Linked DNA regions of Oryctolagus cuniculus: region 1 is linked to region 2. Evidence: chromatin contacts called from public Hi-C data. All regions are on one chromosome and are shown on one strand. Each heading gives the region's core, a stretch centred on a gene start, on an enhancer-like site or on the middle of the called end of the contact. The rest is flanking DNA. Distances are from core to core; before and after follow the strand shown. Region 1 overlaps CPA6 (carboxypeptidase A6). Region 2 holds the start of ARFGEF1 (ARF guanine nucleotide exchange factor 1).

What was found. A called contact is a pair of places that touch in the nucleus more often than the background predicts.
Region 1: a contact with region 2 is called in a Hi-C map of an unstated tissue, with 2.8 times the contacts expected there. The contact joins the enhancer-like site here to the promoter of ARFGEF1 in region 2. A contact is called at or near these places in 2 of 6 Hi-C or Micro-C datasets (ear pinna and an unstated tissue).

Annotation. Positions count from the first base shown.
Region 1 is chr6:93,121,954-93,124,918 of mOryCun1.1, reverse strand. The region is part of intron 6 of CPA6 (carboxypeptidase A6); the gene reads left to right. Among named protein-coding and RNA genes, the nearest start is that of ARFGEF1, 140 kb to the right of the region's middle. Within about 2 kb of position 1,503, at least 1 of the 8 cell types and tissues checked has an H3K27ac peak or open chromatin away from gene starts, as enhancers often do.
Region 2 is chr6:92,978,757-92,981,558 of mOryCun1.1, reverse strand. It overlaps ARFGEF1 (ARF guanine nucleotide exchange factor 1), which reads left to right and starts at 1,451. Exons shown (of 39, transcript XR_011389118.1): 1 at 1,451-2,186.

The DNA.
Region 1 (2,965 bases), core at 254-2,753, 140 kb before region 2:
ACATCTGCAGCTGAAAGGTGGCAATGTTAACACTCCCAGTTAGCTATTTGCTCTAAATTCATTTACATGTGACTCAGATGCCACCTCCAGCATTATCACTTTGCACTCTTTGCTGAATTTTTACATTAGTTGACCAATTCCCTCTTTCCATCATCCATTTTGGTAAGTTACTATGAAGGTTTTTCACTGAGACATAAGGAGGTAACACAGTTACACACTTTGCTGTCTGTGTAAATTGAATAACAAATGCACAGTAATTTTGAAGGAAGTCATAGATCTTCATGCGCGTCTGTTATTTACAGAGTGATGTGCACAGTGAAGATCTAGTAACTGAAATGTGTGTATATCAGAGCTGTACAATGCCAGGACACCTGTTCTTCCTTACGTAGCAGATCTTAGTAATGCCACAAAGTTTGTCCTGGCTTCTTATGAGTAAATACAACTCATCATTTTTTAGGCTTTCTCAGTATAAAAACTCCATAAATATAAAGCATTGCTTAGGGCAACACAAAACATCCCAAATACAACTCTTATTGATAAATATAAATTAATACATGATATTTTTCAGTCTTTACCTTCTCTGTTAGATCGAAACTTTGGTTGGTTCTGAGAATGAATTAAGTATAAAATAATAAAATTTATAAAATTTCAATATGGTTGTCAGTTCTTCATCCATTACTCACAGAGCCTCTTGGCAATGTTGCTATTTAAACGATTTCATTGGCCATTTTGTACTTAACAAACATCTTAGACTGCAACATCCACTGGCCTTATAAATTAAGTTCTCTTTTCTTTATTTCTCTAAAAACGATCCCCTGCTCCAACTAATTCTCTAGGTATTAAATTTTCAATGCTTCCTTTATGTCAAGATGCACCCAGCTTGGTGCTGCGATAATGGTGATTTGCCCCTTCTTTGGGCTTCTGCTATGACATAGCTGATTCTCCCAGGGTCTTTCACTGCATGTGTAGTTATTATCTTTGGATCCTCTGCAGTAGTTTCAGAAGAAAAAGAAAAATAATAGTAGATAAATGTTTGAAAGCTACTTTCTTTGAAATTCAACACATCCTCAAAAACATGACTACCACATTCCAGGAAATACAAGAAAGTAACATCCAACCAAATAAATATAAAAAGAGTAAAGTTGGGGGAAATGCTTCTGCCCAATTTGACATACCATACAAAGAATTTTGTAAAGGCAAAATTGATCTTGAATGTTAATCAAATTTTATCTGATAAATTCTGGTATACAGAATGTAATGTTGGAAGGGAAGCCAAAGTAGTCTTGGAGAATGGTGTATACCAACACGATTTATTATTTTTCTTTCTTAATTAACTTCAGGAATGCTCTGATCTAGCACCAGACATATCATCTGCCTGGAAGAATGCTCAGAACTTCAATGTTTTTTCATTTAAAATAAATTGTGATGCGGCATTTTAAAAATGAAGTGTGATGAGTGCAGTTCCTAGGGACTGCCACACTGAGGCGTGTGGTACATTGCTTTCTGAATGGCCTTCAGATCAAGGACTACTTAAGTCTTCCTCATAAGCAACCACAGTAGACATGAAATTAAACCCTTGAAGTCCAGATGCAACTTGATTTGTAGGCATTTCCTTTCCTGTGCACATGGGTTATGTGTATTTGGTTGCTAAAAAGAGTTCTACGTTAGAAGAACTGTGATAGTTATACTATCACAGGTTAGAATAATAGGAAATAAAGACATGTTGTCATGGCTTTTCTAGAAACCCCACCTAAACCATAAAAGAGAAATGATCCGTGTGCTATTATTCAAGGCATTCAAGCAAGGTCTCTCAGTCATCCTGTTCAGTATTTAACAGTCATCACATCGTGATCATTCTTGCTTTGTCTGGCCAGATGGAGAATAGCTGCAATACTTAGAAAGTTATAAAAATTACAAACATGGCATGTGCAATGCAATGACACTCTGCTTGTTTATCAGAGGAAGAACACGTTCTGGCAAGTCTTGGAAATTAAATCCACTCCAGAATAGAATGCTAAGGAACAGCTTCCTTGAATAATATATTATTTAGAAATAAAGATCTTTAAAATAATGTTAAGGGCCTCAAAATGTAAGAAAAACAAATATTGTCAAGATAAAAGAAAATGTGATAAGCCAAAAATAACAAGATTTTATTTTTTGGCAAAAGCAAATAATTTTTAGTACAAATATAGATTTTCAAAACAATAAATTTAATCAAACAATAAAATTAATTTAACAAGCAGAATCCACACACAATAGTTAGTGAATGTATATTCTTTTTAAACACAATTGTGCACAAAAATTGACTGTATGCTAGTATATACTATATACATAAAGTATATACTATATATATTCTAACTACAATGCCATTTTTAGAAGTAATTTATTTTTAAAATAACTCCTCACACTCACACATTTAGAGATAAAACATTTATAAATAACTCATTGTTTAATCAAGGAAAATTTTCAACTTAGAAAGGAATGGTAAAAAACCTCATCTATGTCAGAACAGGGAGTGCAACTAAAGCAATACTGAAGGGGAACTCATGGTTTTGAATAAATAAATTAGAAAAGAGTTAAGTCTTCAAGAAGTTAGAAAACAAGAAGAAGATCAAAAGAAGCAAATTATAAAAAGCAAAAACCAGGGAAATAAGCAAAGCTAGATCTCTCCTATGGTATCTTTTTTTTGTATTTAGCTGATTTCTGCTCTAGGCCAAACTGGTTTTAGAGCTGAATGCTACCATTCAGGGGACAAATAATTCAAATATACTAAGAAATATTCCCCAAATCACAACTGAGTAATAACCCTATTACCAAAAGCATACAAAGACAAGATAAGAAAGGAAATTATAGGCCTATCTCACCCAGGAATGTAGATGTAAATATTAGCTACCTGAATCCAGCCAATATATTAAGACCACGTCATAACCAAACAGGATTATCCGAGGTATACAAAGACAATTTA
Region 2 (2,802 bases), core at 202-2,701:
CAAATGATGTTACCAATATTCAAATGGCCCTATGCAGAAGCTGGATTCAGCAACTGGAGATGGAAGCCAGTTTCTCTGATGTGAGACATGAGCATCCTAACCAGCATCTTAACTGTTTTAATTGCTAAGTCACATAGCCACTCCTATTTTTATTTTTTATTTTCAAAAGATGTAAGACTGGATGACTACACCTAACTGTAGGGAGGCTGAGGAATGTGGTGCGCCTCTGTGCTAGACTGAATGATCAGCTAGCACCCTAAACAGTACCTGGCACTGCACTGGGATTATGAAGAAACAAAAAAATTAGAATTTCAGCTGGTTCTCAAAAAGTTTGTAATCTATTAGAGTGTATATATGTCTTATTTAGGAATATGATAAATCTCCAATTTCCAGGAATCTGGAGATACTCTTTAAAATACATGAATGTTTCTGAGGAAGATAAAGTTTAAAAAGTTGATCTATTTGTCTCCTTTAATTCAGAGTCACTTACAAGTTTTCCATTTTCCTTCTCGGTGGCATTTACCCTAGTCCAAATCTTGTCACTTCTCAGTCCCCTTGGGTTTGGACGGTTGCATTAGGACAAGTCCATAGTCAAGGAAATCTTAATGGAACAGGGTGAGACACATGCTAAGGATTAGGGGCTCGTAGTCTGTGCTGACAAAACAACACAGTAGTTTGGAACGTAAACTATCTGCATATACTTTTATGGCATTTATAATTTTCTGCTCAGAAAGAAACAGTTGAAATCTGAACTCTTTGGGACTAAAGGAGACACACAGTCATATGTGTTAAATCTGTTCGCACTGTGTTAAATCTGTTCGCTCGGTGCTGTGGCATTCTGAAACTGGTTTTCATATCGAGGACCGAACCTTAGTATTAAAGACACGGAAATACAAGTCTCCGAGGGACCTCGGTCAGAAATCTGTAATCTGAAATCTAGAGGTGACCGATTAATCCTACCGATAATCAAGTGAAACATGACTGAATCCTTGTCAACTGCTTTTTGCTTACTTTTCCCCAGGGAGAATCCTCCTTGAGGTAATCAGAGGTTTCGGTCCTGGACAGCGATTTGGCGCACCTGGGAAGGAAATTTAGAGTCGAGCGCGGCAGGTGGAAATCCAGTGCGGCTGAGAGTGAGCCATGCGCGTGTTTCTGAAATCCCCGGAACAGAAGGGACTGCGCTCCCACCGATTGGGATCCCCAGAAAGTCAGGGAAGGGGTGCAGCAGAGCCCGGCGTGCTGTTCGCCAGACGCGAACAGGACGCCGAGAGGTCCCCTTCTGCTGGGTCCCGCAGCACAGCCGCGGGGAGGAGCCCGAAGCGCCTCGCTCCGCGCCGCAGGACGCCCGGCCACGCCCCTCGCCGCCCTGCAGGCAAACGCGGGAGGCGGCGAGGCCCCGCCGGGCCGCCGTAGCGCTGCGGCTCGGGCCGCTCCTCCCGCGCCGCCCTCCGTCCCCCGCCTGCCGGCGCCGCGGCAGCTCTGGGCTGGCAGTGCCGCCGCCGCCGCCGTCGCTGCTTCCTCCTCTGCAGCCGTTCGGCCGCTGCGTGACGCGTCGTTTCCTCCCAACATGGCGGCCGGGGCAGGTCGGCGGTGATGGAGGCCAGTTCGCGGCCGCGGCGGGTGCTAATCCCCATAGTCGCCAGAGTCGCTCTGCTCTTGCCGGGCCTCTGAGCCACCGCCGCCGCCACGCCTCGGCCCTCGGCCCCCAGCAGACGGCCGCCCGGGCAGAGCACCCTCCACGCCGCGGGTCGGAAAGACCAGTGAGAGGGGCGGCCGAGAAGCGACCCCCCCACCCCACCCCGGGCTGGGAGCAGAGGCCAGACGGACGCAGCCCTCGACGGGCGGCCTCTCGACGGGCGGCGAGGACCTCGACGCCCCTCGCCAGCACGGCGGCCGCTCCCGCTCGCCCGCCCCTTCCTGATCCTGCCGCTGCCCTCCACGCCTCCTCTCTCCCACCGCCACCCCCTCTCCTTTCTCTCTTCTCTTCCGTCCCCTCCTCCTCCCCTCCAGCCGCTGGGAGCCGCGGGTCGGACGAGCCGCCGCCGCCTCCTTCTCCGCGTCCATGTATGAGGGGAAGAAGACGAAGAACATGTTCCTGACCCGGGCCCTGGAGAAGATTTTGGCCGACAAGGAAGTGAAGAAGGCGCATCACTCCCAGCTGCGCAAAGCTTGCGAGGTGGCGTTAGGTGAGCGGGGCTGAGGCCCGGGGGGTGCGGGAGCCGGCGCGGCGGAGCTGGGGTCGCGGGGGGTCTTGCCTTGGGCGGACGTGGCAGGCCGACCTCGGGCAGCCCTGGCGGAGTTCCCTGCTACCTGGCTGGAGTTGACAGGAACTCAGCTGGATTTGGGGCAGAGGCGGGGTGGAGGAGGAAGGGCAGTTAGAGCTGGGCTCGGGGGACGCGGGCAGGTTTTAGGATCGCAGGGCACTTGGGTTCGGGGGATCGACTTAGAGAGAGAGCGAGGAGAAGGAGAAGCACAGAGGGAGGCATTTTATCGGTGTGCCGTGCGGAGCGGACACGATACCAGCCTTTGTGATGAAGCAGAAGATGAGCCGTTGTTTATTAGCTTGGAAATTGAGGTGGGGCCGATATGTCAAGATTGGGCGTGGGAAGGCTTCCGTATCGTAATTGCAGTAACTTTATCGTCTGGCGTGGTACTTTGGGAAGAGAGGCTGAAGTTGTTCCCTTGTTGACAGTCTGGAGAAGGGTTTGCAGGAGGTGCAGCCCGTTCCGACATCTCTCCGCCTCCGCCACAGGAAAAACATAGAGTAATGTTGTCTCTGACTGGGCTGACCTGGAAGAGCAA